Linked DNA regions of Mus musculus: all the other regions are linked to region 1. The links are chromatin contacts, called in public Hi-C maps. All regions are on one chromosome and are shown on one strand. Each heading gives the region's core, a stretch centred on a gene start, on an enhancer-like site or on the middle of the called end of the contact. The rest is flanking DNA. Distances are from core to core; before and after follow the strand shown.

Region 1 (3,066 bases), core at 144-2,643:
AGGCACTAAGACGGAGGAAGAAGAGTTTGTGGGATGCTCAGAAGACAGATAGTCCAAAGGAGCATTCATTAAGAGCCCTAGGTAACTAACCCAGGGCAGAAAAGACACTCGGGGATCCCCTTATCTTCCCCAAGGTCCAGGCATTCCTTCCAGGCCCTCATCAAGGCCTTTCCTGTTCCCAGGGTTCTCCATAGAGCACAGTGGAGTTCATTCTAGGCAGCCAGCCAATGATGCTGGACTAGGTCACACACCTTCCAAAGGCACGAGACCCGGGCACCCGAGGCCACAGCAAGTGTGACAAAGCACCTTGTCTCCCACAGACATCTTAAAAGGACACCTACTACTTTTAAGACCCCCCCAAAAGTGCAACCCGGTAGTGGGCTCCTGGAAGCTACAGGAGTTGCACCCCCTCCTTCTTCCCAAGGACATGAAAGGCATGTCTGTCCCAGTGGTAAATGACAGACCTTCTTTCTCTACCTCCTGTCTGGCTCCCTAAATGCTCCCCACCTGCCCATTCTGAACGCCAAGGGTGTCTATGAGTTCAGAAGCCGTCCTTTTAACTTTCTGCCCTCCATGCCTGCATGCCTGCATCGGTCAGGGGCCACCCCAGCTACTCAACCCGGAGTACTGGGGTGGATCTCAGGGCAGAAGGGAAGAAAGGCAAGAGTAAGGTGCAAGTTGCAGCAGGCTAGGCGCCTCGGGCCTGGGATTGTGGTGAGTGGAGACAGTAAAAGGGTGAGGCGCTGAGCCTAGCACCCTAGAGGATGGACGGCGCTGGTACTCACGCACTGCCTCCTGCTTGGGGTCCAACGTGCTGAGGACGCGCTGCACGCTACCGAGCTTGCCCTGCAGCGCCCAGACACGGCGGTGAGTAAGCTGGATGTCGCTCTCGAGCTCCTGGAAGAGGCTGCACGCGTGCCGGGCTACGTCTGAGAGCTGCCGGAGGACCCTGGCCAGCGCAGCGTTGCTGACCGCGCACAGGTCTAACATGAGCAGCACAGCCTCGGCTGAAGCCTCGGACGTCTCGCCTGGGGCCGATGCTGCCTCCGAGACCCCCGCCACGCTCTCCTCCCCGGCCTCCCGCGCTTCGCTGGGTGGCTGCTGATCCTGCTCGGCCGGCGCCGGCAAAGACGGCGGCAGAGGTGGCAGTGGGAGAGGCGCAGGGGGCACACGAGGAGGCTCTTCTGGCTCCGGTGCCTCGGCCTCTTCCCGCCGGCCAGGCGGCTGCAGGGGCGGCGGCGGCTCAACGCTGCCTCCACTCGTGTCCTCATCTGGGCCGGGCGCCGGGCGCCGCTGCCGGCAAAGCCACTGCGGCTCCACGATCCGCTTGGCGAAAGGCATCCCGCGCAGCCGGGCCGCGACTTTCCCTTCTCCTCTGAGCGACCCTTGTGAGCTAGAGACCTGGCGCGCCCACCTGAGCGAGGAGAGGGCAGGAGTCCGGCAAGGAGCGATCCGGGCAGTCCAGAGACGCTGAGGGCTCCTCTGCTCACCTGGCCTCCTCCTCTTGCCCACCCTCTCCTTCACAGCTTAGTCTGACCTGTCCTCCTCCGGGAGCACGGCTGTCTAGGAAAGATGACAAGCGCTGAGCACGGAAATCTCGGAGTGTGCTTGGGTCCTCCTCACTTGCTTTCAACCGGGGTCAGCCGGCTCAGCTCCATCGCTCCTGAGCCCGTTGCCGCCGCCCTGGCCACTGCCGCCGCCTATATAAATGGGCGTGTGTGTATGTGTGTGTGAGTGAGTGAGTGTGTATGTGTGTGTGATCGCGTGTGTGTGTGTTTGTCCGCGTGTGTGTCTAGGTGGGTGGGTGGGTGGGTGGGTGTGAGTGTGTGCGCGCGCCTCAGTTTGAAAGTACCCCGGCGCAGGCCTCTCCCCGCGCGCCCCTCGGCCGCTCCGGGGAGCGATTGCGCCTGGGATCTCTCTCTCTTTCTGGGCGGGGAGGAGATTTCGGAAAGGCGCTCTGAAAACCCGGACAGAGGAATCCGCCTCCAGCCCTGGCTCAGGAGGCGGCGCGGGGGCGGCAGGGCGGACGCCGGGCGGGGGAGGCCAGGGCGAGAGGGGCGCAGCGCCCTGTGCGGCCGCTGGGAGTCACTGGTGGCTGGACCGCGCCTGGTGCGTTCCACCGCGGGCACTTTCTCAAACCCGTCTCAGAGGTTAGAATTGAGACTATGAGCGTGGTGGGGGCGGGGTGTCCTCAAGTTGAGAGTGGAGATGCTGGTAGCCAGCTAAGAGGAAGGAAAGTATTGGGGATGCTGTCGATTCGTGTTGGAGCAAGTTGTCTCAGAATTCTAGCTCTGTCAAGTCTTTGGGTTCTTAGAGGGGAAATCTGGGCTGCTCCTTAAAGTGCCCCAGGCGCCGCGTTCACAGAGACAGCTGGGAAGGGTGACGCAGCATGGGTGCATTCCCACATGGCCAGAGTGGCCAGACGACTGTTTATACCATTTTTCTGGCATCCTGTTTTGGTCTGCCTTGAGAGCTGCCTTCTACAGAACATCATGACTGAGACCCAAATTACTAGTGAGCAACCTCCCACCCCAGAAAGTCACTTGCAAAATTCATTGCACATTGAGTGAAGTGAATCGGATTACCTCCTTGTCGCCCTACTGTGCTAATCCAACACTGGGTTTTTAAAGTTTCCCATGGGAGAGAGGATGACTCACAGAAGAATGGAAAGTTTTCCCCTTGGTTAACTAAAAGGTATAATTTCTTAAAAGGCCTACATTTTTCAAATGCAGTAGTGTGCAGGCTACATGGTGGCAGCCGAAAATCTAAAAAGACTTTGGGGACTGTTAGTAAAATACAAGTTTTCATCCTTCCACAATGTGTACTATGTGTACTGTGAAATAAATATATAACATAAATAAAATTCAAGGTCACAAGCAAATCTTGGGAATGTTGTCTTCATTTCATGTATTTAAAACGAACGTGGAAAAATATAGTTTATGGAAGCAATAAAGTCCTCGAGACATGCAATGGGCTGTCCTCTGTGCTCCCAGCTTTGAAAAGGAATCCATACAAGACAGACTTTGAATCAGCCTACACTTTGGTCACAAAGACTTCAACAGAGCC
Region 2 (2,746 bases), core at 237-2,736, 80 kb before region 1:
CAGGCTTCCATCACCTCTAAAGGTATAGCCATTAGCATAAAGGTTGGATGTATGTGTTGGCCAGGGCAGGAAGGTCTGTGTTTCTGGACTGTAGCAAGATCTCACTTTGAAGCTGGCCTCTGTCTTTAATACTAACTCTGGGGTTGGGAGGCCGAGGCAGGCAGGTCTCGGAGGTTTAGAGGGGAGCCTGGTTTATATAATGAGCTCCAAACCAACCACAGCAAAAGCATGAGACCCTGTGCCAAAAATTAAAACAAAAGCAAGCAAAATAAAACAGAAAACCAATTCAAACACAGAAACCTTGAGGTAATAACAAAGAAAGGGAGGTTAGTGGTCTGGCAATAGGTAAGAGATCTCTTGCCAGTGCCTGTTGCTCCATGATGCAACTGGGCTAGTCAACCATCTAGCAAGGAACTTTCTGTTCCCCCTTTCCATTTCCTTGCTGACAGGATTACAATAAGATTATTTTCAGGCTTTTTCTTTCCACTAAGAGGTACTTGACTGCCCCAACTCTGGCCAACTCCTTCCACTCAGACCCTGCCTAATACACACAGATATCTAACTTTTGCATCCAATGATCAGGTACTAATGCAATTTCATTACTTAAAGCTTACCTGGGACGTTGCCTCGTTCATCATCTCATTCTTATACTGTGTGCACCAATATCCTTTCTAACACCCTCATATGGAGACATTCCTTAAAACACCTGAGAACAACAAATTGGATTTTTCCAGACTTCCCCATCTGTTTTCCAACCATTTCCATATGGCATCTCTATCTCCCACACTCTAGTTTCTCCTTTCTGCCCCATGCCTGCTTTTCTCTCTCTCTCTGTCTCTCTGTCTCTCTGTCTCTCTGTCTCTCTCTCCCTGCTTCTCTCTCTCTCTCCCCCCCCCACCTCTCTCTCTCTCCCTCTCCCTCCCCCACTCTCCTCTTTCTCCTCTCTTGCCTCCACCCAGGTCAAGGAGGTAAATATTATGCCTGCTAAGGCAGGAGGATAAAACTTTATTTAGTTTCCTAGCAAATATATGATTACCCACACAATAACCACATCTGTGCTCTGCTTGCATTTGGAGGGAGGCACGTACACATGGATGTATATCAATCTGCAGGGCAAGCTTAAACACCCAGTGTAGGAGCTAATCACCATATGCTAGACATTCAAATGTAGTCAGCTAATGAGGACAGTCCATAGAGGAGAGAAAAGACCTGCAGAATGTCGATCTCCAGAGGGCCAGAAGGATGAAGCCAGGGAAGCATACAGCACAGTTGAAAGTCTCTCAGGAAACCTGTATGAAGCAGCCTAGGCATGGTGAGTATTATACATGATAAAGGAGACTCACACAGTGATGAATCTGATGATTTAAAAATCAGACAAGGCAAACAGCAGTTGCTGCACATAAAAAAAATGTAAAAATGCAGAAAACAAAACCAAAACAGTCTGTTCCAAGAGAAAGAAAACACTCTCCATTTGGGGCATGGGGAATTTGTGTTTTCCCAGCAGAGCAGCTTCTGCTGAGGCGCATGCAACCTCCTCTTCCACCTTCTCCTCCAGCAATCTGAAAAATTAGCCAAGTACAATTTTATGTTTTCTTTCTCTTTACAAATACCATTGCAAGTATTGACAAAGACCAACCCCAGTCCTATCTCAGCCCTGATCCAAGGGCACAAAGAGGCAGTCCTTTCCCTTTATATAGTCTGCTGTCATCTTGCCCATATATGACACACATACAAAAGAAAAGAAAAGAAAAGAAAAGAAAAGAAAAGAAAAGAAAAGAAAAGAAAAGGAAAGGAAAGGAAAGGAAAGGAAAAGGAAAAGGAAAAGGAAAAGGAAAAGGAAAAGGAAAAGGAAAAGGAAAGGAAAGGAAAGGAAAAGAAAAGAAAAGAAAAGAAAAGAAAAGAAAAAGAAAAGAAATCACAATCCAGACCTCGAAAGTGTGCCTTTAATTCTTTTCATGTCTGTTGCTTGGGAACATTTGCAAGGAGTTTTATGAGCCAAGCAGCCAAACTCATCAAGTATTTACCCCACAGCACCAACCATACTTTCTCTCAAATCATCCAAAAGTCTCTTAATCTCTAGTCAAGCTCAGCAACCTCAAAGCACTACAGTCCACAAGTAGAGCCATTTAATGAATGGAGTCAATGAACTGCAGTCATCCAACTGACATAGGAGTCCCTTTTGACCCCTTAACAGCTTTCCCCACCCCAAGGAAGATGCACATGTGTGTCACTGACCTCCTAGCACATTCTGCTTGAGAACTCTCATTTTCTGTTCTACATCTTTTCTCCCAGGAATTGAAGGCATTTTGCAGATAATACAAGTGGGCAGCAGTGGTACATGCCCTTAATCCCAGCCCTTGGGAAGCAGAGGCAGGAAGACCTCTGTGATTTTGAGGCCAGCCTGGTCTACAGACTGAGTTCCAGGATAGCTACACACCAAGAAAACCTGTCACAAACAAAACAAAACAAAACAAAACAAACAAAATAACCAACAATACAAGTGTTCATGTATTGCTAGCTGGATCATAAGAGACGTCGGCATTTTCCTGCTGTGGGCTCTCCCCTTCTGTAGCATTTGCCACAGAACACTACTACCATAACCTGGCTTGCTCTCATCTCAAAGTAGACTCTGCTCTATATGGGAGCCAGAGATACGGTGCTCTAGTATTTTTTTTCTATAATTTCTCATAAAGGATGACAATAGGAAGAGACAGGCAAGATGATGGTTCTAGCTGTGCACAACAGT
Region 3 (2,942 bases), core at 312-2,811, 110 kb before region 1:
TTTGTTTGTTTGTTTGTTTGTTTTTAAGAATCTTAATTTCTACTTTCTTGCTTCAACCAGTCGTGTAAAATTTTATCAGTTTAGAATAAGGAGATGTGAGTTTAGAAATAAGAATTGTCCTAAGCTACCCAACTGCTCTTGAGCTGAATGGACTTGAATTTCTTGGTCCATAATGCAAAAAAATAAAAAAAAAATGACCATAATCTTCAGGACCCAAGACCCAGAGCAAAAAAAAGGCAAGTGATTTCAGAGGCTGGATGTCCCTTCCTCAGTGGCACACTCATACAAAAAGTTTGATTTTCAACTTTAACCATAAGACTTCTGACATGTACATGAGGGGGATTTTCTTTATTATTATTATTCTATAAGCATGGACTCTAATTTCTCAGAAATGGACTACTTTGTGGTTGTTGATACTGATTGCTTTGCCTGGAGAAAGGCCTTAGCAACAGAATCTGTGTTCTATGTGAGAAAGGGGGTACTCTAGACAAGAGGCAAGGATGCCAAAACAAGAGAGTAGGTGCACCAAAGCTAAGGCCATGCCTCACAACGGTGCCAAGAGCTCTCTGAAGCTTTGATTAAACAACAGGGGCAATCAGAGCTCTTGAAAGATGGCTACATTTTATCATCATATATTTTGGAAAGATGGCCTTTGTGGAATTAACCACAGTCACTCGTCAGTGATTCTGTACTTTGAATATGAACCAATACCTCATTTCATCTTCCTGTACAAAATGGCTGATACTGGGGTTCAGAGGATACCTTCAAAGGAGTTCTAGGCTCTTGTGTCCCCAAACAAGAAACTGATCAGAGATACATAGTTATAGAAGTGTGTGTGTGTGTGTGTGTTTGTACCTGTTCCCACCGTGCTGAGGGGGACAGAGATAGGTAGATCCCAGAGCCTCACTGGCTATCCACCACAGCCAAAATGTCAAAGCCCAAGTTCTAAGTTCAGAGACAGACTTTGTCTGAAGGGAATAAGATGGAAAAATGATAGAAGATAGAAAAAAAATACTTGTCATCCTTCTTTTGACCCCCTCATGGTCACATGCAGGCATGTGTACTCACCCATACATGTGCAGTCACCACACACACACACACACACACACACAGAGAGAGAGAGAGAGAGAGAGAGAGGGAGAGGGAGAGAGAGAGAGAGAGAGAGAGAGAGAGAGAGAGAGAGAGAGAGAGCGAAGAATGAATACTTCTAGGGTAGGTAACCAAACTGGAGGACCAAAGAAAGAGTTCACTAGGTCAAACAGCACAGCTATACAAAGAGTCAGGATTTGGGGTCACATAACTAAGAGTTTTGGGATGCAAAGCATAGGCATTTTTATGCAGATTCTATTACATATGGTTCTATGTATAAATTTATGTGTCCTATGTATGATACATCTTAAGTGCCCACTCTGGAGGTATGTCTTGTAGCATTACTGAGAACCATTGACCACCATCAGACACTCTGGAGTGCCTCTGCACCTACAGCAGCCTTATCCTTGTGACTGTGGGTGGGTGGGTGAGGGGAAGAGGAATTTCCAACCTTGCTCTCTGCCCAATTGGTTTTTTCATGTGCTAATTTTGTAAGGTTTTCCAGCATTTCCTGTCCTCCTCTGCCCTAGTCTTTGGCCTCACTGTGACCCCTGCAAAGGTCTCATTTACCTCACTTTTCAGATGAGGATTCAGAGACTCACATAACCAATAAAGGAGCAAACACGCTCCAAACCTAAGGCACCTAACTCAGGAGTGACTGCTTCTCTGCCATGCCTGGCCCTCTTGATCGATGAGGTCTTTGCGACCATTGGGAAGCTCTTCCAATTTAGTATTTGTCTGCACCTAATCAGTGCCCAATCAGTTCTCCCAAAACTGTGATGTACCTAGAGAACTGCCTGAAAATTCGGTTAAATGCATGTTCTGCTGCAGTTGTCCAGGGTGGAGCCTGAAGTTGCATTTCTAAAAAAGTTCCAGGAGATGCCAGAAGGGCTCCCCTTTAAACACACTGCTGCATTTTCTTCACCTACAAATGATGGCACATTCATGGTGAGCAGAACCCGTTCCACTGTCACCAACCAACAGAAACCACCGATACTTTCATCTCGATGAAGTTGTCACAAGCTTCTGGAAATATAACTAACCTTTCATGCAGATCTTCTTGATGATTAGTGGGCTATTTTGAAGCATATGCTTTCCTATACTGAAGATTCACTTTTTTTTCACAACTGTATGCCGTCTGCAATTGGATATGTATTATGTACATTGTCGCCCCTGAATGTGCAGAGGTTAGATTTCACCAGGCTGTCCCAGCAAGGCTCACAGCAGGGAAAGGGTTAAGAATGCAAATTCTAACTCCTAAACTCTAAGCTGAGTTTCATGATACAGACTGATAGCTCACTTGGCACCATGGCCCCACATACTCCACAGGGACTTCCCTGCCTGAAGTGGCAGAAAGGAATCAGTCCCTTTCCCCTTCAAAAAATGGACATCTTTTCAGTCTCCAGGCCCAAATGTCATTCTGGTTGAAACACTCAGACTTGGCGGAGGGCAGAAGGGGTAAGCATCTGTAAGTTTGCAGACTCTCGCTCTGACTCTGGTGTGAAGGAGAAGTCACGAAATGGGTTAAGAAATGTTGGGCAGTAGGCCAAATAAAATGTAACTTTCTGCTCGGCCTGTCCTTTTTGGACCATTTGGGCTTTATCTGCCGGGAATCTCTGCCTGTAGTGGAAACTCTTGAATGACAGTTGTGTAGGCAAGAGGTGCTGACAGAAGAGGAGCTCAGACTGGGGAAGGATGTGGTAATGGCAGGTGGGGTGCTGGCAGAAGACAGGTGAGGAGAGGCATATATGGACTGAATTTGTGCTGGCTTGGAAATTTCTTCAAACAGGTTGCGAGGACAGCAGTTTCTATTGGTCAAACACCCTCACTGGAAGGCAGCAGGAAGCAAATAT

Evidence for each region. A called contact is a pair of places that touch in the nucleus more often than the background predicts.
Region 2: a Hi-C map of olfactory sensory neurons shows a contact between it and region 1, with 1.7 times the contacts expected there. The contact joins the enhancer-like site here to the promoter of Nhs in region 1. A contact is called at or near these places in 13 of 39 promoter capture datasets (the 3T3-L1 cell line, 3T3-L1-derived adipocytes, the HPC-7 cell line and 8 more), 9 of 484 Hi-C or Micro-C datasets (Sertoli cells, beige adipocytes, nephron progenitors and 3 more), 4 of 115 datasets of contacts at active chromatin or transcription factors (SST interneurons, embryonic stem cells, kidney and 1 more) and 1 of 9 other capture datasets (adipose tissue).
Region 3: a contact with region 1 is called in a Hi-C map of embryonic stem cells, with 3 times the contacts expected there. The contact joins the enhancer-like site here to the promoter of Nhs in region 1. A contact is called at or near these places in 9 of 39 promoter capture datasets (3T3-L1-derived adipocytes, the HPC-7 cell line, HPC-7-derived erythroid cells and 5 more), 1 of 484 Hi-C or Micro-C datasets (embryonic stem cells), 6 of 115 datasets of contacts at active chromatin or transcription factors (SST interneurons, VIP interneurons, embryonic stem cells and 2 more) and 1 of 9 other capture datasets (adipose tissue).

The regions. Positions count from the first base shown.
Region 1 is chrX:162,158,048-162,161,113 of GRCm38.p6, forward strand. Nhs (NHS actin remodeling regulator) reads right to left here and starts at 1,394. Exons shown (of 9, transcript NM_001290526.1): 1 at 786-1,394. The coding sequence starts at 1,341.
Region 2 is chrX:162,077,850-162,080,595 of GRCm38.p6, forward strand. The region is part of intron 1 of Nhs (NHS actin remodeling regulator); the gene reads right to left. Among named protein-coding and RNA genes, the nearest start is that of Gm26317, 9.8 kb to the left of the region's middle. Within about 2 kb of position 1,487, at least 1 of the 459 cell types and tissues checked has an H3K27ac peak or open chromatin away from gene starts, as enhancers often do. A contact at or near this core is called in olfactory sensory neurons, where this site is marked.
Region 3 is chrX:162,051,185-162,054,126 of GRCm38.p6, forward strand. The region is part of intron 1 of Nhs (NHS actin remodeling regulator); the gene reads right to left. Among named protein-coding and RNA genes, the nearest start is that of Gm26317, 17 kb to the right of the region's middle. Within about 2 kb of position 1,562, at least 3 of the 459 cell types and tissues checked have an H3K27ac peak or open chromatin away from gene starts, as enhancers often do. A contact at or near this core is called in embryonic stem cells, where this site is marked.